Linked DNA regions of Sus scrofa: regions 1, 3, 4, 5 and 6 are each linked to region 2. Evidence: chromatin contacts called from public Hi-C and promoter capture Hi-C data. All regions are on one chromosome and are shown on one strand. The core of a region is the stretch at or near the end of the contact, and the rest is flanking DNA. Distances in the headings are between cores, read along the strand shown.

Region 1 (3,419 bases), core at 618-3,117, 190 kb before region 2:
ACAAATGGGCCAATAAAATTAAACACTGAGAAGCAACTGCTTCTAATACTGATAACTTTTATACTCTTACCTTTTCCTGGAGATCTACCCACTTGTAAATATGCTATCTCCACTCTATTTTTAAATGAAGCTAACCTTTGTTCAAATCCCTAAAGCCCAAGATGACTGTATTGTGAGAAGAGAAAGATATGCTCCTTCTCACACTACACCCAAGGAACCACACCAGTGACCTGTGAGTACTGGGTTAAAGGTAATATATAAGCACGATACTTGAATCAAGGAGCGAGTCATAGCTCATTCAACATGAAGCTAGGAAAGACAGAGAGAAAGCTAGCAGGGCTTCTGGTGATACAAGATGAACAGGAAAGTTCCTTGGCTGTCCCTAACACGTAATACAGGTCAAATGGGATATCAAAGTGGATAACTCTCCTGAGATGTTCCCTTCTAAGCTGGTTATCTGAAAAGTCTCTCTTTGGAGGAGCATAACTCTGTGGCCTTCTCCAGAAATCTTCACCTTAGTAACAAGACAGCATTGCTTCAGCAATTCCATAAACATTGTCATAGGAAGGTGACAAGTAAACGGATTAAAATGACAGTTTTTAACTTCAGGAAAATCATGATACAGTAGGTCCACTAGCATTTACCCACCAGCTTTGCTAAAAAATCAACATCTTTCCTAGTGGGGCAAGTGATGGAAGTTTGGGTAACATGCCAAGAGCCCAATTAGCTTGCAGGGGCTCTTACTGCGTTGTTACTCTTCTTACTTTTCGTGGGCCCTGCTGCCCTTTTCTTTAGTGACTTTTCAAAAAAGATTTGAAGCCAATCTGTGGCTCTTTTTAAAATGGATTTACTTTCACTTCTCTTGGAAAACTGGCAGATACAACACCAGGTATATATCATGAATCCCCGAGTCCAATACTAAATGTTATGTCAAATACAAATCTCCAAAGAGGTTGACGTGTTTTCATCGCATAACTGCGGGTGAACTAAGTCCCCCTGAGTTGGAAGTCTGGGGAGAATATTGTGGCGTCTTTCTTTGTCATTACTGTCTCGGTGTCTTTTCTAGGATTAACCTCCGTGATTCTGTTCAGAGCCCTAGTCCTCTTCAATCTTATTCGGTCTTCTTTGAAGGTGGGCAACAGGCCATCCCCAGTGGTCAAAATAGGTCTCTCGAGAAAGTTGCTGTCTTAAACTAGCCATGATAATAATTCCGCTTCTCCCTTCTCCCAATGTGGTCCTTTTTAAACTTCTTTCCCTCGACCTGTATCTTCTGAGGATTTAGAATGCGGGCCCCTGCCTAGATGTTGGGTCATTTTACCCCTACTAACCAGTAACACACAGAATCCTGGGACCACCAGCCCCCTTTCATTCACCGAGTCTTTCCAAACACCCGCCCCGCGCCCAGGCTCGGCCAATTATAGTACAGCTCCAAAGGGCTGAGCCGAAGACCCATTGGCCAATCAGAAAGGTTACAACACTGAATGACAAGCCACCCAACTAACCAGCGCCAAAGCAGCAGGCCTTGTTGAGGCTCACCCTGCACGACGCAAGAAGCGGCCAACCCCTGCAGAGCCGGAGACCATGGCGACCAATCCGCACCGGTGGGAGATCGTCTCCCGCCCCATCACGGTCGCCCAGCTTGCCCGCCCGCACCCCCTCCATTTCACCTGCTTCTCCTCGCCGGTCTCCTCCGAAGGGTTCTCTTCTTGTTTCTGGGACATGGCGGGGCCGGGACTGTGGAGTGTAGGGGACCCGGGAAGTCAACTGGAGAAGGGAAGGGGGAGGGGACACGGGACAACCTGCGCGGCTTGTTCGGCTCCTGTCACTAGGGTTGCTCAGTCAAAATGGCGGCTCTTGCCTGTGACGTTATGACCGCCCCTTCATGTGCGAGCCAATGGGAGCAGGATAGATGGGGCAATGACGTAACGATCTACCAATAGTTGCTAGCTAAATGTGGGGTCTGTGGAAGCGACGGGCAAGCTGGAAGGCCAATCTGCCAAGGGAATGAACCACAGGGACCAATTGGAAACCCGTGGGGGCTGTTAGGGGGCGGTACGGCTAGGTTTTTTTTTTTTTTTTTTTTTTTTTTTTGCTGCTCTGGTGGGGTCAGGCTTCCTCCGCTCCACCGCCCCGCGCGCAGTAGGCTTTGCTGGGCTTCAAAATGCAGGGCGAGAGGATGTAAGCCTTTTATTGTCAGTTAAAGAGGATTAAACTTTGCTCAGTGTTAGCAGAAAATGATCAATCTCCAGAAATTAATTTAGAGGTCAGAGTGGACTTTAAAGTGGTACTCCACACTACTCCAGTGTGTCACTTGCCATGTGGAGAGACTGAGTCGCCTTGCAGAACACAGATGGCTTACATTCCGTGGTTTTACTTTTATGTACAGTTTTTTTTACTTGTTCAGGGTCGTCCCATGAAGAATAAGCTTCTTTTGAAACAACAAATGTCTAGGTACATGGTAAACATTTAGTAAATACAGTTAACACTTGCTAACCTATCCTGGGTCAGAGTTCAACCGTATTTTTTTAGCATCTGTAGATGGCACTGTATTGTTTTTACAGGGGATACATATGTAGTAAGGCAGTGTCTGCTCTAGAAAGCTTAGTTTAGTGGGCATGTGGGGAGGGTTAGGTTTTTCACAGAGTGCCAGGTGTACCCTAAATCCTTGAGGTTAAATAGACATATCTTCCTAGAGTGTTGGTCAAAAAGCATATTTAAGTATTAAAACAGTCTAATAATAACACTGAAAAATTCACATTAAAATTTAATTTTGGGGTTCCTGTTGTGGCTCAGTGGTAACAAACCTGACCAGGATCCATGAGGATGCGGGTTCGATCCCTAGCCTCACTCAGTGGGTTAAAGATCCGGGGTTGCTGTGATCTGTGGTGTAGGTCGCAGATATAGCTCAGACCCCACATTGCTGTGGCTGTGGCATAGGCTGGCAGCTAAAGCTCGGATCCAACCCCTAGCATAGGAAGTTCCGTGGGCAGTGGGTGTGGCCCTAAAAAAAAATTAATATTCCAGGCAGCCTATTGTGACAGCCCTGGGGCTTTCCGTTCATTTTTTCTGTATAATTAGATATACTTCTAATGGAAAAGTTTGAGAAGCATAGAAAACACAGCTTTTATCATATGAGGCAAAGTCTGGTCAGCATTAAAATAAAACTGTTAATAAAAGTGGTATAGGGGTTCAAAGGAAGGTTCAGAGTCCCTGCCAAAACAGAAACAAAAACAAAAAACTTTGTGATGGAGGTGAGTATTTGAACAGCTTTAAAGAATTTAGAAGTTTGCCAGGTAAAGGTGAAGGAAGAAAGGGTATTCTAGGTGATGGGGTCAGCATGAAGGCCAAAAAAATAGAATTGAGTCCAGAACCTGGAGGGCTTTGAATGCCAGGATAAAGAAGTGGCGGCATTCCCGTTG
Region 2 (3,142 bases), core at 575-3,074:
AACTGTTTCATCATTAGCAAAGATTCTATACAAATAAATGCTATTTTTTGCTTACAGATTTAAGTTGATATCGATCAGCTAATAAAAATGTGGTCAAGAAATTGTCATTCTGGTAACTGTTGTTTAAAAAACAAAACAAAATAAAGCAACCCCACCCACACTGCTAGAAAAAAAACTTCTGACATATGCACTAAACTTGTTTACCCAGGCCACCTCTTAACAGGAGAAATGCTTTGCGACTTGACTAGGGTTATGTAAGTATTTTGCAATGTGTTATCAGTTTAAAATCTTGTTTATTTACTCCCTAGTTAACAGGTTATTTTACTCCAAGGTCAGGTTTGCCATAATCATCGCATCTTTTCAATTTTATTCCATCACTCAGCACTTTCTGCAATGGAATTTTAGCCATTAATTTTATCTCCTTTTCCTCTAAAAAATTAACAAGATTTAAAAATATGATATTGACCATGTGGACAAATGTTAACTTCCTTTTAAATAGCTTCTGTTCCCAGAAACATGGTAGGAAAGACAGTAAATTTCACAGTGATTCAACTGTAATAGCAAAACCTGGTATTGCAAAATAATACTCCCTTTCAGAGACACGGAAAAAAATTTAAATTTCAACAAGGGAATGGCAGTGAATCCCTCCCACTAAGGTACTTCCAAATTATTCATCCCCACCTCTGGCTTCTTTTTTAAGGCTATTAAAGACAGGGATTTCTGGAAAATGGCCAAGGTCAGCAAGGTAAACTGGGATCCCTAAAATGAAATACTTCCCAGGGAGAAATAACTGTAACATAGTGGAAAGAGGACTGGGACTAGGAATGTGAAGACCTGATCTGTCTAGACATGCTGCACTACACGCCACTCCATCTCTTAGACATGACTGACTAGATTTTTTCGAAATGTTCAAGCTCTCCTTTTAGAAGAGATATTCATTGAGATATAGCATAAATTGAACTTTTCTTAAAGAATGGGAACTGCTTCGACCCACATCTAACAAATTAAACTTGGGTCCTGGATGCTTGCTGTTGGCAAGATTCATCCTGAAACTCAAGCATTACACAAACCTCCGCCTTCAGACACTAGAGGCATCTTTAATACACAAATGTAAGTTTCAAAGGACAGCCCCCGGGGCGAGGGGTAGGGGCACAGCTTTTTTATTTTTCAAGAGAAATTGAGTATAATTCAAGGCTTTATAACCTAAACGTTTGGAAGCACACCTCAGCTAAACAACAACGTGGTCCAGTGCTTAAGAGTCCAAACCACTTTTAAAGTAAAAAGAGCCACTCTGCCCACAGTTACTCGGCATCAAGCAGGTCCACAGTGGGCAGAGGGTTGAAAGAGGACCACACCACACAGCAGAACGCCGCCACAAGAGTGGAGGCGGGCCAGCCCCGCGCCAAGAGCCGCTCCAACAGAACTCGGGGCAAGGATTCCCCAACTCTCACCCGCCTGCTCCCTCCCTCCACTTCGGGTCTCCCCAGTGCCCCAGGGTCGGGCCCCTCCCCCAGGTCACTCCCTTCCCCCACTGTCCCCTAACCGCCTACGCGCGTCCCAGCGCTCTCACCCCAACTACGGCCCCTCAGCCCTGGGTCTCCCCAGCTGCCAACCCCTTCAGCCCCTCCTTCTTTAGAGGCACACCAGTCCTCCGTCTCCTCACCGGGGTTAGCAGTAGTCGCCGCCATGGCCGCAGATGCCACCGCCGCTGTACCACCCCCCCAGTGGGAGGAGCCGCCGCCACCGAACCGGGGGGAGGGGGAGGGGAGAGCCACTCCCCAGACGCGGCGCCGTAATGCCGCCACCGCTACCGCGGAATCCAAGATGGCGGCTGCAGCAACCCCCACCGTCCCCAACCCCTACGGCGGAGAGACCCCGCCCAGGAGGCGTGGTCACCCCCAAGGCCCGCCTCCTCTGGAAAACTGGCCAATGGAAATGCCAAATCGACCGGAGGCGGGCTGGCCACTGAGCCGCCAGCGGGTCCGGAGGAGGAGAGAGGGCAAGGAAGAAGTCCAGCTGTCTCTTTAATCCCGCCTCTAGTGCGTTAGAGGTCAGAGATCCAGTGACGTCAGTGAAAAACAATTTTACTAAAAAGCTTCGCTGGGTGGTGGATTCGCCTGGCTGGCCACTCTGCAGACAATTTTTTTTGTAGATCTTCTTCAGGTGCTCATATGTTTAAACTTCACTTAGTGATTTGCAATCCTTCCTAGTTTTTTCCTATTTCAAGGACCTTTGTACCTGCTGAAAAAAGTTAGATAAGTGAGTTTTGAATGCTTTTTATGGAACTGGTGGTGTTCGAGTATCTGGGCGCTTGTGGTGTGGTAGGGGAGATATCGGCAGCCAAAACAAGAGGCAATGTATAAAGAAAATATTTTGATTAAGAGTGGGATAACTTCCTCTGATCAATGAAAGGGACATGGTGACGGGTTTTTAGCAGAGAACTGATAAGATGAATATTGCACAAATTTATTTTCAAAAAATAGGAAGCATTGAGCACTTCGGGCCAGACACTGTCCAAACCGTTTTATAGTATTTCATTTAATCCTCATAACAACATTGTGAGGTAGATTCTGTTATTTTTTCCGTTTTGCAGATAAGGAAACAGAAGCAAAGAGGTTAAACTATGGACACCCAGCTGGTAAGTAGCGGTGGAGGCAAACTGAAGAAGTCTGACTCTGGGAATATTTTCCCTTCATCCCCTTTGTGTAGCACTGCAACATACTGCCGTTTCACATATCTTTCACAAATTGTCTATTAGAAATTTAATTCTAATTTTAACAGAAATCCCATTACACTCTTGAGCATCTTTGAATTCTTGTATGTATCCTACAAAGATTACATAGATCCACTTTTCTCAGTTAACAGTATAGTTTAACTCAGCCAAGGTATTTTAACATATTTTGAATATTATTGTTACATTTGTTAAAATTAAAATTTTCTTTGCTATCAGTTTGTTGTGTTGTATTTCCAGTTCACCAAAAAGAGAAAAATCACTCACTCAAAAGAAATGCATTGATGAAAAAAGTACCTTGAAGTGTAACCAGTAGCAGTGAAAATTTACAAGGAGATAGAGCTTAATTCTCCTCCTTTTTTTTTTTTTTTTTTTGTCTTTTTGGGGCCACACCCTTGGCATATGTAAGTT
Region 3 (3,375 bases), core at 507-3,006, 260 kb before region 2:
GTCGTGGCACAGTGGTTAACGAATCCGACTAGGAACCATGCTCAGTGGGTTAACGATCCAGCGTTGCCGTGAGCTGTGGTGTAGGTCGCAGACGCAGCTCGGATCCTGCGTTGCTGTGGCTCTGGCATAGGCAGGCAGCTACAGCTCCGATTCGACCCCTAGGCCTGGGAACCTCCATATGCCGTGGGAGCGGCCCAAGAAATGGCAAAAAGACAAAAAGAAACAAACAAACAAACAAAAACAAACAAACAGGAGTTCCAGTGGTGGCACAGTGGTTAACAAATGCAACTAGGAACCATGAGGTTTCGGGTTTGATTCTTGGCCTTGCTCGGTGCCATGAGCTGTGGTGTAGGCCTGCGGTTACAGCTCTGATTAGACCCCTAGCCTGGGAACCTCCATATGCCGAGGGAGTGGCCCTAGAAAAAGCAAAAAAATACAGCAAACAAACAAACTGAATAGACTCAATAATACACGACTGCGGTTGATGAATAAATGGCAAATAAAAATTTAAATCGTAGTGTCCATTTGTTATCTACTGTCAGCCATTTTGTATATATTATTTTTCTTTGTTTTTAACTAATGACATAGATAATGCTCATGGTTAAAAATTCAAAAACATATAAGCATAGAGTGACAGCCTCCTAACCCCACAACCCCTCCCCAGGTATTGTCTCCAATTTTGAGTCTGGGATGTATTCTTCCATAAATAGACAGACGTATCTCCAAGCCTGTCATATGAATCAGATAAGCCCATTTTACAGATGAGGAAACTGCAGCACAGAAAGTTTGAAGTACTCATCCAAGACCACAGAGCTGACAAGTCCTGGAGCAGAGATTCAAATCTAAATCGTCTGACTCCTAAGTCAGCGCATTCCTCCCGCTATGCCCTGTGTGTCAAATTTTATGGATGAAGAAACCTAGGCTTGGAGTTCCCCTCCTGGCTCAGCGGTAATCAATCCAACAAGTATCCATGAGGATGTGGGTTCGATCCCTGGCGTCGCTCAGCGGGCTAAGGATCTGGTCTTGCCATGAGCCGTGGCATAGGTTCAGAAGCTTCTCGGATCCCTGCGTTGCTGTGGTGTTGGCCGGGACTGCAGCTCTGGTTATACCCATAGCCTGGGAACTTCCCTATGCCCCTGGTGTGGCCCTAAAAAGACCAAAAAAGAAAAGAAGAAAAAAAAAAAAAAAAAAAAAGAAGAAGAAGAAGAAAAAGAAGAAACCGAGGCTCATAGAGGTCCCCTGAGCAGCCAGAACCACATGGTTCACAGCCAAACGTGGGAGAGGCAGGGATGAGAGTGTGCTTGCACCAGAGGCTGCGTGGAGGAGAGGGCCTCCGCCGATGGGGCATCTGGGATCGTGCGGGTCTATCTCGGCCCAGCAGTGCCCAGATCTGGGCCCAGAGGCTCGTCCACGCCGCTGGTGTACAGGAACCACCCAGCCCCTTGGCGCCCCTCGCGGCCGCCCCGCCAGGGCAGGCGCAGCACTCGCACCGCCCACTCGGAGCCGGCTGGGAGGCCCGGGTCCCGGAGTCCCGAGCCGCAGCCAGGCCGGGAGACAGTGCCCGGGGGCGATGGCTGTCTTCGAACAGGGCTGGGACCCCTTCGGCTTCGCCCCCTCGAGCCGTCGGCGGGCGCCGGGCGGGAGTAGCTAGTCCCGCTACTCTGGGTGGGTGGCCTTAGCGAGCCGGGGGCTCGGGGTGGGCCGCCCAGACCCGGGGGCCGGCGAGGGGCGCGGGCCGGGCGCGTGGCGGGAGGGCGGAGTGGGGGCGGAGAGGGGGCGTGGCGGGGGCGGAGCCGCGGCCGGAGGCGGCAGAGTCCGGAGCCCGGCTCAAGGGCCGCCGTGGCCGCCGCGGAGCAAAGCTGTCTCGAGAGAGCGCCCGGGCGCAGAGGGGTTAACGGGCCGCCGGGGCCTCGAAGAGCAGGTACAGACCTTCCCTGGGACCCCTGGCCCCGGCTGCCCTCTCTCCCAGGTCCCGTTAGACCACCGGCCCTGCGCGCCCGCGCCACCCGAGTTCCCTGCTCCCCAGGGTCGCGCCCCAGCCACGACCCCGGCCCCAGCTCTTAGAGCCTCGGAAGATCTTCCAGTCCCTGGGGCCGGATTCCTGGGGAGGGGGTCTGATCCCTTGGAACGCTGGCCCCGTCACCCGGCCAAAATTCCTACTAAGTCATAAAGTCGGAAAACATACGCAGGACCTCGCGGCATGCGCCGGGCGCCACCTGCCCTCATCTGAAAGGGTGCTCCTGGAGGATGTGTATCCCACCCTCCACCCCCGTCCTTTGGCCCTGGAGTTGGGGGATAGGGACGATGGGAGGGGTGCTGGTGGGTGCCCGTGATCAAACTCAGCCTGATTGGAAAGGAAGGACACCTGTCGGGTTGGGCCTCCCTCACTCAGGAGTGGAAGGTGCAAGGAGAACCAAAGTGTTTTCTCTCAGCATAGGGACTCTCCAGCCAGCCCTGGAACCTGCTGTCCAGCCTCCTGCCCCTCCGTGGCACCCATTTCCCAGAGGTGGGTCCCCTGGGGGTGAAGGGGTTAGTCTCTCCTTAATCTTCACTGGCCAGTGTGGAGGTGTGGCCGGGAGGAGCCCAGGTTCGTCTAGACCAATGTTAGCCTGGCCCAAGGGTGACCACTTCTGACCTCTCCTTTCCTCACCCTGGGCGGTGAGACACACCAGATGAGGAACATGAAAAGGGTGAAAAACACAAATGTGTGTCTGTTTCCGCAGTGGAGGGGGTGTCGGCCCCCTGCCCAGCTATGCAGGAGGTGGGGTAGGACTTTTCCAGAGAGGGAGCCAGGCCTGGCCATGGCCCCAGGAGCTCACGTCACCCCACCCCCCACCCCTCACTTCTCCAGGGAACTGCCAAAGCCAAACTCAGCTCAGGACAGGATTATGTGTACTGGGTAGACCCATGGAGAGAGAAAGCAAGATACAGACCTGGGGTAGCTGCGAGCAGAAGCAGAGAGGGATTGGAGAGGGGCCTGGCAGCAAGAAGGGGTAGACAGTGACCATCACCCCATCTCTCCTTCCCTTCAACCTCCCTCCAGTGAGAGGCAGGCAGAGAGCTGAAGGCTTGGGTGGAACGTTGGCCCTTCTCTGGAGCCCCTACCCGATCCCCCATCAGGGTGGAGTTGCTGACCTCAGTGGCCAGCCCAGCCAAGGGAAGGAGCAGACATCAGCAACCCCTTCCCAACCCCAAGGAGCTGAAGAGACCCTGCAGCTCGGGCTCAACCACTGCGACCCCTCCCTCAACTTCCCAAGTCCTGGGGTCTCAGGGAGGGGAGTGCGGGCTGGGAGTTGCTACCCCCAAGCACATTCCTGCCCTTCCCGCTGTCATTTTCCTGCCCCTGAGCTGGCCCACCTCGGCATTAGCTCCTTG
Region 4 (3,477 bases), core at 108-2,607, 230 kb before region 2:
TGCAGCTTTCTTGATTTATACTCTTCAAGTGTTTGGCCACAAAGGCACCAAAAGAAATAAGAGTCACAATCCTGCCCCAGTTTGTTACTCCGTCACTGAAAACGTGGACCATCACTCGAGACAAAGATTTGACATCGTCTTCGTTTTTGATGTCCAGTTTCCGAAGCATGCCTGAGAGGAAAAAAAGCATGCAGGTTCTCACCGCCTCCTTTGTCTAAACCAGGGCACGATTCGCCTGCCCACCCACGACGGGGGAAATCGCTATTTGAGCTCTATAGAATTTAGGCCGTTCCCACTTGAAAATTGACATCCCACCCTTTCCGGGCTTTGAACAGAGCTGCCATTTCCAAAAGAATCAAGTGGGCGGAAACAATGACTCACGGCCAGAATATTCTGGTTTCAGAAATGGGATAAGAGTCGTTTCAACATGGACTCGTTTCGGTTTCCACCCACCGAAGGTGCGTGAGTCCAGAGAGCTAAAGAGAAAGAAAAAGCAGGGCAGCCTTCACGACTAACCCCCTTACCTTGGAAGGCCGTCTCGTGGTTGCGCTGCACCCCGTCCCCGACCCGTCGCAGGGTCTCTAACGCCTTCCGGCTGGCGGCCCCAGACCCGCCCATTGGCTTCGCGTCCTTGGCGCCGGTTGCCTGCTCCCGAAGGTACCGAGAGATAATCTCCAGGGACTGCCGGTATAACTCGTCCTCCTCCTCCTCTGCCGGGGGCGGCGTCGAGGGGAGCGAGCCGTCCGTGCCGGGGCCACTACTGGCCTCCTCGACTAACCCCAGCAAGGGCAGGACGGCCGGCCGCTTCCCGAGGGGCTCCGGCTCGTACCCGTCCAGCTCCTCTTCGGGAGACATGATGGCGTCGGAGGCCGGGGATTCCATCTCTTCAGGCGGCGACGCGAGGCGGGTGGGCGCGAAGAACAGCAGTCTGGCGGGGGTCGCGGTGACGTCGGGGCCCTCGGCGCCAATGGGCGAGGGCCGCGCGACCCTCCGGGCGTCTGGCGCAGGAGTGGACGGGGGGCTCGCGCCGGCGCTTCCGCCAATCACCATGCCGGCTTCCCCTCCCCCTACCTCTTGCCGGGCCGTGGCCTCTTTTCCCGTAGCCAAGAGACGGCCTCCCGGAGCGGAGGCGCTGCTGCCGCTTCCAGGCCCCAATCCGGCCCCCCCACAGTAGAGGTTGAGTCCGATTACTGCGTTTCTCTGGAGGCCAAACATCGCAAGCCGCCGCCGCCACCACCTTGGCAGAAAAATGGGGGAGGCCCGACTCCTTACGGGAAGGAAGCGGAAGTAAGGTCTGAGAGAGGCACTCCTAGATCGCAGTTTTAGAACCAGTCCGCAGTGGCGTCAGCAACTCTCTAAAAAAAAAAAAAAAAAAATTGAACCCCCGTAAAAGGGCAAGGGGCGGAAGCTTCCGGAGAATGCAGCACCGCACGGCACCTAACCGGCGGTTCGGGGGGCGGGGCTTCCGGCTCTCCGAACCTCTCGCGGCCCGTTACGTAACCTTGGCTCCAGCCCTCTGCAAGGTGGGCTTGCGCTCTTCACCCGTGCCGGTCTGGGCCGGCTGGGGATTGCTACCTCGTCGCTTCCCTGAGTGCTGATTTGCAAGCCCCTTCTGTTGCTTTTGTACCGGAGGGTTGTTTTTTTTTTCCCCCACACCACAGTCCTAACCCTCGAGTCACTCGGAGATTGAGGAAGAGGGATGAGTAAATTCTGCCACGGATGCGGGACCACAGCCTTAGGATGGATGAATATGAGGACACTGTTGGGAAAATGTAGTTATTTTGCGCAACCTCAGCTCTGTACTCTCATTCCAACATTGTGTGGAAACGGGGACGCTCCATGGACTGACCTATAGAATCATTTTTACGTAAATTCGCAAAGCGAAATTGTTCTGCTCCAGCTAAATTTTATGCCTGTCTCCCTATTTGCTTTCTCCCATCGCCATCTCTCTCATGCTTTTTATATATGTCTTACTCGTTCACTACATCTTCTGAGACTCTTGATACCACTTACGTTGATAAGAGACATTTGAATCTAGGGGTAAACCCCTTAAGGACATGGATCTTGTTATATACCATATATGTGAGTTAACATTAATTGAAGCAACCTGTTTTTCCTAAAAGATCTGTAAAATTAGTAATAGCTAAAATTCAAGAGCAAAGTATTTGAGGGACAGAAGCAGGAAAGGTGAGCATGGTTCCTATTCCTGAAAACATCACTTTAATAAGGAAATAGGGCACCTGTACCACAGGATTATGTATTTGGGCAAGACCTAGAAGCATGGAGCTTTATAATAAGGGGCAGAAAGTTTGGAGAGAAACATCCTGCGGTTGTAGTGAATAAGAAATGGTTTATCTATTTAAGGAATGTAAAATCTTGCACAGCAACAAACCATAATGTGAGATGGAATATAGGAGGCATCAACAACTTAATATTGGAATTAAGAGGCTGGAAAATTCACTTTCGGCTAGGAGAGCTAGGGGAAGACTTTATGGAAGAGGTAGCTTTTTCTGCTCTGCTTTCTAGAACGCGATTTTATTTAGGGGAAAGAGATTGAGCAAATTTGCGTGCAAAAGCGGTTTCTTCTTCAGAGGCTGTAGAAGGAAGTGCATTGCTGGTTTCACTTTAAGCTTATAGCCAGAAATCTCAAGTGTTCAGTAATCCTATTGCAGTTCCTTAATCGATTCACTCTCCTGTGATCCAAGATGACTATTGAACACCTTCTTTTATATCCTTAAACGTCCCATATTCCCTTCTCCCAGCCTCACTTTAAGCTTTTAACTTACTGAGAAAATGGAAACAATCAGAGGAGAAAAACTTCATTTCTTTCTTTCTTTTTTTTTTTTTTTTTTTTTGCTTTTTTAGGGCTGCACCTGTGGCATATGGAGGTTCCCAGGCTAGGGTCGAATTGGAGCTACAGCTGCCTGCCTACACCACAGCAACAGCAATACCGATCCAAGCCGCGTCTTCCACCTACGTCATAGCTCTCGGAAACACCGGATCCCCAACCCACTGAGCGAGGCCAGGGATTGAACCTCATGGATACTAGGCTGATTCATTTCTGCTGCACCGTAACAGGAACTCCAAAAAAACTTCATTTCTCATCAGCAAATCTGTGAATTTTCTCCCGTTTCCATTCTGTCTGCCATTACTACAGTTAAAATGAATAAACCTTCCCTACCATCCCAGATCAATCTCTTCACTTGTGCACTGGATCGCATCTCCTTGTCTCTTCAAGTCCTTGCAGTTATCCCTTGCACCATCAATTTCTCTCAATCTACTCACATTTATTTATTGGCCATGCCTGAGGCAGTGGAAATTCCCTGGTCAGGGATTGAATCCTCTCCACAATCCATGACAATGATGAATCCTTAACACTAGACCACCAGGGAGCTCCTCTCTCTCCCTATTGAATCATTACATCAGCACACAAATTCGAGGCAGTGGAAATTCCCTGGCCAGGGCTTGAATCCACTC
Region 5 (3,487 bases), core at 645-3,144, 210 kb before region 2:
AATCGGAGCTTCAGCTGCTGGCCTACACCACAGGTCATGGCAACACCAGATCCTTAACCCACTGAGTGGGGCCAGGGATCAAACATGAGTCCTCATGGATTCTAGTCGGGTTTGTTTCTAGCCACAACAGGAACTCCCCAACTCAAGTATTTTGTCTGTTTGCTTCTAACAAAAATAATTTTTAAGCTGGAGTCCCAATTTGTGAAGTCAGCTTCTAGAGAAGAGGGTCTGGAATATAGGAAAACCTGCTTGACAGAGGCTGTGCCAACAGATTTCTTGGCCACAGCTTCACTGAACAAAATGATCTTCAATGTCCTTTTAGTTGCAAAACTCTTGCATGAGGCTATACCCCCCAGTTTGGGTCATTGGAAAAGGAAATGACTCAGAAGTGCAATAGAGGGAAGTCTGAGGGTGATTCAGACTTTCCTAGTCATAAAAGGTGTTTCAGACATGGACTTTAATATCAAACCAGGACTCTCCTCCTTTGTTTGCTTTGCGTTTTTAGGGCCACACCTGCAGCATACGGAGGTTTCCAGGTTAGGGGTCGAATCCAAGCTGCAGCTGCTGGTCTACACCACAGCCATAGCAACACAGGATCTGAGCTGCGTCTGAGATCTACACCACAGCTCATGGCAACGCCGGATCCTTAACCCACTGAGCGAGATCAGGGTCAAACCCACAGCCTCATGGTTCCTAGTTGGATTTGTTTCCACTGCACCATGACGGGAACTTCTCTACCATAAGAGTTTTATCTGCAGTTAAAAATATAAATATTCTAGGAGTTCCCATGTGGCTCATTGGGTTAAGTATCCAGCACTGTCACTGCTGTGGCTTGGGTTGCTACTGTGGCATAGGATGTATTCTTGACCCAGGAACTTCCATGTGGTGTTAGCATGGCCAAAAACTAGCGTAATTATCAGTTTAATGTTACTAATTGGGTTTGGGACTGTAAGTTAAGTAGCTGGCACGTGATCAAGAATGATGTTCATGGATTTCCTGCTGTGGCACAGTGGGTTAAGAATCTGACTGCAGAGTTCTCATCATGGTTCGGTGGTTAACGAACCCGACTAGGAACCATGAAGTTGCAGGTTTGATCCCTGGCCTTGCTCAGTAGGTTAAGGATCCATCCTTGCTGAGCTGTGGTGTAGGTCGCAGATGCAGCTCTGATCTGGCATTGCTGTGGTTGTGGTGTAGGCCAGCAGCTACAGTTCTGATTTGACCCCTAGCCTGGGAACCTCCACAGGTACGGCCCTAAAAAGACCAAAAAAAAAAAAAAAAAAAAAAAAGAATCTGATTGCAGTGTCTCAGATCGCTGTGGAAGTGTGGGTTCAATCCCCAGCTCCAGTGTAAGTTGCAGTTGCGGCTCAGATTTAATCCCTGGCCCTGAAACTCCCATATATCACATGGGTGCGGCCAAAAAAAGAAAAAGAAAAAAAAATGATATTTATATGGAGTTCCCTGGTAGCCTAGCAGTAAAGGATTTGGTCTTGTCACTGCTGTGGTTGGGTTTGATCCCTAGCTCAGGAACTTCTACCACATTCCATGAGTGCAGGAAAAATAAAAAAGAATGATGCCTGTTAATGGGTATGGAGTTCTAGCAATATCATTTGAGAAAAGTTCTTATACTGTATAAATTCTATTCAGTTCAATCTTTTCAATCTAAATGTTATAATAAAGAGTTAATAACTAAGAGTTCATATTTTACATTAATTTCTGGTATCTACCCATGATAAATATGTCAGAAGAAGGTTCAAGAAATGTCCATCTAAAAATACCAAGTGCCTCTGTCACTAAACTTCTGTTAATATCAAAATGTTTCTCTTACCTGAAGGGGCCACTTTACCACAATGTGGTTACCGGTATTTAGTGCTCTTTTCCTGTCATACGTTAATGTTTTACAGAAAAAGCTATCCTTGGTTGACATTCTGAGCACTTGGCCTGTACCTCTTCTTTCTTAGTCATGTGGCTCATCTAGAAGTTTTCCAAAAGAGGAGTTCCTCCTGTGGCACAACAGGATTGGCAGTGTCTCTGCAATGCGAGGACGCAGGTTTGATCCCCAGCCTGGCACAATGGGTTAAAGGATCTGGCATTGCCACAGCCATGGCATAGGCTGCAACTGTGGCTTGGGGATCTAACTGATCCCCTGGCCGAGCAACTCCATATGGTTTGAAGCAGCCAAAAAATAAAGACCTGGCTGTGAATGGGTCATTAAAAAAAAAAAAAGTTTTCCAAAAGAGAAACCCAGCTTTGTGTGGGGAGTAACCTTTCAACATTGTCCTCTCATTAGAGGTTTCATCTTCCTGCTTTTCCACTACTGCTGCCATTTAGAGACTGTTTAAAAGAGTCCTTTTTAGATGAATGAAACTCCTTTTTAGATTAATCTGAACACAAATTAGTGAACAATTTATTTCTCAAATAAATATTTATTGAAAATATATGTGCCAAACACCATTCTTTTTTTGAGGCAGGGGGACCTGTGGCACATGGAAGTTCCCAGGCCAGGACTGACTCCAAGCTGCAGTTGCAACCTACACCACAGCTACAGCAATGCTGGATCCTTAACCCACTGCATCAGACCGGGGATCAAACCCATGCTGTTGCAGACAATGCCAGATCCTTAACCTGCTGTGCCACAGTGGGAACTCCCCCAAACACCATTCTTTTATTTTCATTTATTTATTTATTTTTGCTTTTAAGGGCCATGCTTGTGGCATACGGAAGTTCCCAGGCTAGGGGTCAAATTGGAGCTACGGCTGCCAGCCTATGCCATAGCTGCAGTAATGCAGCATCTGAGCCACGTCTGCAACCTATACCACAGCTCAAGGCAATGCCACATCCTTAATCCACTAAGCGAGGCCAGGGATTGAACCCACAATCTCATGGTTCCTAGTCAGATTTGTTTCCACTGCACCACAACCGGCACTCCCCAAACACCATTCCTGATGCTGAGGATATAGAAATGAACAAGACAAAGCTCTGGCTGGAGTTCAATAAATACTTGATGAACGAATGAATGAAGGACCCTCCTCCGGTTCTTCACTTTAGTCTAGCTTACTCATTCCTCTTTGTAATCATTACTTAAACTACTGTTCCATTCTCTTTTTCCTAGAATGTCTTCTCAGAGATGGAATGCTCAACATTCTACTCATACCTTGAGAGGCAGGCCTGAGGAGACTGGACTCCATAGCCCCATGGGGTCTTCAGTCAAGAATGATACCACTTATTTATTTATTTATCTTTTTTTAAGGGCCACTCCTGCAGCATATGGGAGTTCCCAGGCTAGGGGTCAAATTGGAGCTGTAGCTGCCAGCCTACGCCACAGCCACAGCAATGCCAGATCTGAGCCGTACCTGTGACCTACACTATAGCTCATGGCAATGCTGGATCCTTAACCTACTGAGCAAGGCCAGGGATTGAACTCGCATCCTCATGGACACTAGTCAGGCTCGTTACCACTGAGCCACAACAGGAACTTCCAAGAATGATA
Region 6 (3,579 bases), core at 722-3,221, 140 kb before region 2:
TCCTCTTTCACATAATGGATTCTCCCCAAGTTAAATAATATGGGGCAGAAAAAATTATGGAGCATTCAGCCCCGAAGAGTATACAATAATTTCTACATATAATTTCTATATTTCTACATATAATGTACTATTCAATGGTACATTATAAAACATACACAAAAATAGTAAAAAATTTTCAGAAAAACTAAATAGAAATACACGTTCTAATATTTCCTTCCAAGACCATAACTCATTTCATGCACTCACTTTGGAAGAGTGCTAGTCTGGAGAATAACATTCAGAAGATCATGTATGGTAACTCCATATAGCTAGAAAACTTTTGTCTCTATCCCTAGGCTAGTCATCTTGTGAATACACAAACAGCTACCAACAAAAAGTACTGGCAAGAAAATGCTAAAAGATTAGTATATTCTGGAGTTCCCGTCATGGCGCACTGGTTAACGAATCCGACTAGGAACCATGAGGTTGCGGGTTCGGTCCCTGCCCTTGCTCAGTGGGTTAACGATCCGGCGTTGCCATGAGCTGTGGTGTAGGTTGCAGACGTGGCTCGGATCCAGCGTTGCTGTGGCTCTGGCGTAGGCCGGCAGCTATAGCTCCAATTCAACCCCTAGCCTGGGAACCTCCATATGCCGCGGGAGCGGCCCAAGAAATAGCAAAAAAAAAAAAAAAAAAAAAAAAAAAAAAAAGATTAGTATATTCTTTCTCAATTACCAAAACTATGAAAGTACAAGCCTTTTTATACCATGCACTACAGTTGTAAAAATCTAGTCAAGAGTAACTGCATTATCAGCTGTGATAAAGTTAGTATACTTCACATAAATCTAAATGCCAATTTTTAAGATGAAATATAATATTTTAAACTAGCAATTATTGAAAAGAATAGCTTTTTCAAGATCAAAAGAATGCATTCAAAAGCCTCTCTGACTGGATCCCATTCTACCTTCTAGCAATCTTCCCATTATTCCCAATTATGTACTGTTAAACCATTTTTCAAACATGTCCCTTAAATTCCACCTCCGCTCATTCTTACAAGCTAAAGTTCTTTCCCTTTTCCCTTCCTCTCTAAATTCTACCCATTCTTCAAAGGCCTATTCTTAAGTGAATCTGCTTCTTCATTACCCATATGTCCCATCGCCAGGACAGGTCTCTCCCTCAGCTGTACTTTCATACAATTTTATTTATACTTACTTCCTTTAAAGTATTTATTATAGTCTTTCATTTGGTATGGCTGTCTCTCAAATGTAAACTTCTTGAGGGCAGGGACATTGTCTTCTTGGGTTTTTATATTCTCCATAGCAACTAGCACAATGTCTTTAACGTTGTAACTGCTCGATAAATATATACTGATTAAAATGAATACTCAGAAAAGCATTTGAACATTTAAAAAGAAATACAAATGAAGTGACTTACAAGAGATTCTCTGTACAAGGCTATATTTCAAATAACTCTTGGTGGGAGGCGGGAAGAGTGAAAGAGGAAGAGAACCAAGAAACAATTGCTTAAGAGCACTAAGCCTATCTGGCATAAGGAACAGGTTTATTTCCTAATCCAATCCAAAAAATTTTAAATCTTTGGGGGAAAAAAATAAAAAATTTTCTTTGAGGAGTTAATCGCCCCTGGGCATTTACTAATTAAAAATACTATTTGGAAAAAGCCAAAAAAAATCAAAAAACCAATAGCTCCAAAATTAAATAAAAACCTCCCTCACCCCATAAAATAAAAAACTTGGAGGTTTTTTTGGATGTTAGGAAATGTATTCACCCCGTTGCTTACCTGACGTTACTCCTGGGTTACCGCCAAAGGCAGGCTGCAGCTTGAGCTCAATTTTAGGACACGTGTCCCCACCCCCACCCCCCACCCCCGTCCTAGTAGGTGAAAAACTTCTCAGCCACGCAAAGGGAACAAACTTCCTGATCCTTCGATGCAAAGAAGGAATAACACATCAGCTTCCTCAGGATCACTAGGCAACCTACCTTGGTGTTTCTTCATTAGACCAATCAGAAAGCTCCAAAGCTGAGTTCAGCCAATCAGAGCTTACAAGAGGAGGCTCTCCCCCCCGGCTATTGTGTTGCGATCCAGACAAACACCACCGAAAGGAGGCAGGTTTGGGTTTAACCTGACAGCTGGTCAATCCAATGAAGGAACCTTGGTAGAGAGAGGAAAGAGGGCTGCACTCCCCACCCCCACTAATCCGGCCAATCAAAGCCTTCCGTGAGCTATCACCAGCTGCCCATCTACAAAGGTTTCTGTTGGTCAACTGACTTCAGTGTAGCAGGTGTGTTACTGTAGCAGTGTATAGTGGGACAATTAGGTGTGATAGTTGGGGATCCAATAAAGCTAAGAACACATTTAAAAAATTGGCTGTTTTCGACAATTAGCTTAACCCTAACTTTCCTGCTCCAGAAAAACCTGATCTGGGTTAGTTTGTGGACGTTTATTTGGTTTATATTAAACAGGGTAGGCACATTTCTACCATAGCATTCATACTTTCTCTATTAGTGCTTGCTACTGGCGAGCTCATGGATAATGTATGTTTTTAGAATATGGCTGCTGAAACTGCAAGAGGCAAACAGACAAGTTTTAAGTCTTCCTTTTGTAGAGCACAGGAAACAGTCAAGTCTGAAATCAGATCCCAGATTTCTCACTAAAAACACAGTTTCTTTCACACTACCAAAAGTTCTAGGAAGTGTGCTCAACTCTTAAGTAACATCTACTGAAATGATGTCAAAATTAGTGCCTAAACATTTTCTGCTATTTAAATAAAAATTAGAAGCCATGAACGAGTCTAGATGCTGAACAATGTTTTATTTATGCTACCCAAAATGTCAGACTTTTAGTCTTTTTTGTCTTGTAAAAAATGCTAAAAAAGTAAGCACCAATTTTTAATTGCACATTATATATTATTATGTTAATACACTATATCAAAGTACTGAATAACATTGTTTTAACAACATAATGACAAACACAGGCAGTTAAATTATATGGTTTTAACATAGGTAAAAAATGAATTCCTATCAAAATTTAATACCAAAATAAACATTATTTACTTCAAAAAATGGCTTAAGAGGGCCTTAAAAGTTAATATAAGTTTAAAGGAAATGTCCACCAAATGGAATATAGATCAAATTGAGTAGATAATTAACAGAATAAATTACAACACTGGTTATTTTTGTTCTTACTCAAAAGTTCTCTTGAATTTGTCTCAGATAAGATTAAAGATCATCATATGATAGCTAAGAATTCATTTCAGTGTACTAACTGCTTAAGACTACCTATAAGTTTTCAGTGGTAGGGCAAACACACCTTAAAATAGTAATATAGTGTCCTTTCATTTAAATGTTGTGAAGAACTTTGCAAACATGAAGAAAATCATTTTTTTATATATGTTCCTTTGGTTCACTAAACTTTCTTCTTTTTGGCACTGAATCTTGACTAGACGAATCAAAGTGATGAAGAACCTATTAAAAGAAAACAACTACTCAGAATAGATACTTTCCAGTTTAAATGTTTTTAATTTTAGAGCTTTTTTACATCTGATGTTCCTTCCTTCAGTTCTTCCTTATTTCCTCTCTTCTTTCT

Evidence for each region. Promoter capture Hi-C pulls out the DNA fragments that hold promoters and counts their contacts. A called contact is a pair of places that touch in the nucleus more often than the background predicts.
Region 1: a contact with region 2 is called in a promoter capture Hi-C map of fetal skeletal muscle, with 3 times the contacts expected there. The contact joins the promoter of ENSA here to the promoter of ARNT in region 2. A contact is called at or near these places in 2 of 5 promoter capture datasets (fetal skeletal muscle and liver) and 3 of 47 Hi-C or Micro-C datasets (embryonic fibroblasts, heart right ventricle and liver).
Region 3: a promoter capture Hi-C map of fetal liver shows a contact between it and region 2, with 2.4 times the contacts expected there. The contact joins the promoter of ADAMTSL4 here to the promoter of ARNT in region 2. A contact is called at or near these places in 2 of 5 promoter capture datasets (fetal liver and liver), 2 of 47 Hi-C or Micro-C datasets (epiblast stem cells and heart right ventricle) and 2 of 2 datasets of contacts at active chromatin or transcription factors (alveolar macrophages and skeletal muscle).
Region 4: a promoter capture Hi-C map of fetal liver shows a contact between it and region 2, with 2.9 times the contacts expected there. The contact joins the promoter of MCL1 here to the promoter of ARNT in region 2. A contact is called at or near these places in 2 of 5 promoter capture datasets (fetal liver and liver), 2 of 47 Hi-C or Micro-C datasets (epiblast stem cells and heart right ventricle) and 2 of 2 datasets of contacts at active chromatin or transcription factors (alveolar macrophages and skeletal muscle).
Region 5: a contact with region 2 is called in a Hi-C map of liver, with 2.6 times the contacts expected there. The contact joins the enhancer-like site here to the promoter of ARNT in region 2. A contact is called at or near these places in 3 of 5 promoter capture datasets (fetal skeletal muscle and liver), 2 of 47 Hi-C or Micro-C datasets (embryonic fibroblasts and liver) and 1 of 2 datasets of contacts at active chromatin or transcription factors (alveolar macrophages).
Region 6: a Hi-C map of liver shows a contact between it and region 2, with 4 times the contacts expected there. The contact joins the promoter of GOLPH3L here to the promoter of ARNT in region 2. A contact is called at or near these places in 2 of 5 promoter capture datasets (fetal liver and liver), 5 of 47 Hi-C or Micro-C datasets (embryonic fibroblasts, epiblast stem cells, heart right ventricle and 2 more) and 1 of 2 datasets of contacts at active chromatin or transcription factors (alveolar macrophages).

The regions. Positions count from the first base shown.
Region 1 is chr4:98,526,350-98,529,768 of Sscrofa11.1, reverse strand. It overlaps ENSA (alpha-endosulfine), which reads right to left and starts at 1,867. Exons shown (of 4, transcript XM_021089895.1): 1 at 1,668-1,867. The coding sequence starts at 1,721.
Region 2 is chr4:98,332,141-98,335,282 of Sscrofa11.1, reverse strand. It overlaps ARNT (aryl hydrocarbon receptor nuclear translocator), which reads right to left and starts at 1,824. Exons shown (of 22, transcript NM_001315687.1): 1 at 1,664-1,824. The coding sequence starts at 1,688.
Region 3 is chr4:98,587,636-98,591,010 of Sscrofa11.1, reverse strand. ADAMTSL4 (ADAMTS-like protein 4) reads left to right here and starts at 1,756. Exons shown (of 19, transcript XM_013997190.2): 1 at 1,756-1,921; 2 at 2,433-2,506.
Region 4 is chr4:98,559,972-98,563,448 of Sscrofa11.1, reverse strand. MCL1 (MCL1, BCL2 family apoptosis regulator) reads right to left here and starts at 1,357. Exons shown (of 3, transcript NM_001348806.1): 1 at 525-1,357; 2 at 1-171. The coding sequence starts at 1,215.
Region 5 is chr4:98,543,613-98,547,099 of Sscrofa11.1, reverse strand. No RefSeq gene overlaps it. Among named protein-coding and RNA genes, the nearest start is that of MCL1, 17 kb to the left of the region's middle. Within about 2 kb of position 1,894, at least 18 of the 83 cell types and tissues checked have an H3K27ac peak or open chromatin away from gene starts, as enhancers often do. A contact at or near this core is called in alveolar macrophages and liver, where this site is marked.
Region 6 is chr4:98,468,859-98,472,437 of Sscrofa11.1, reverse strand. GOLPH3L (Golgi phosphoprotein 3-like) reads right to left here and starts at 1,971. Exons shown (of 5, transcript XM_013997188.2): 1 at 1,774-1,971. It overlaps HORMAD1 (HORMA domain containing 1), which reads right to left. Exons shown (of 15, transcript NM_001194981.1): 15 at 2,788-3,458. The coding sequence ends at 3,378.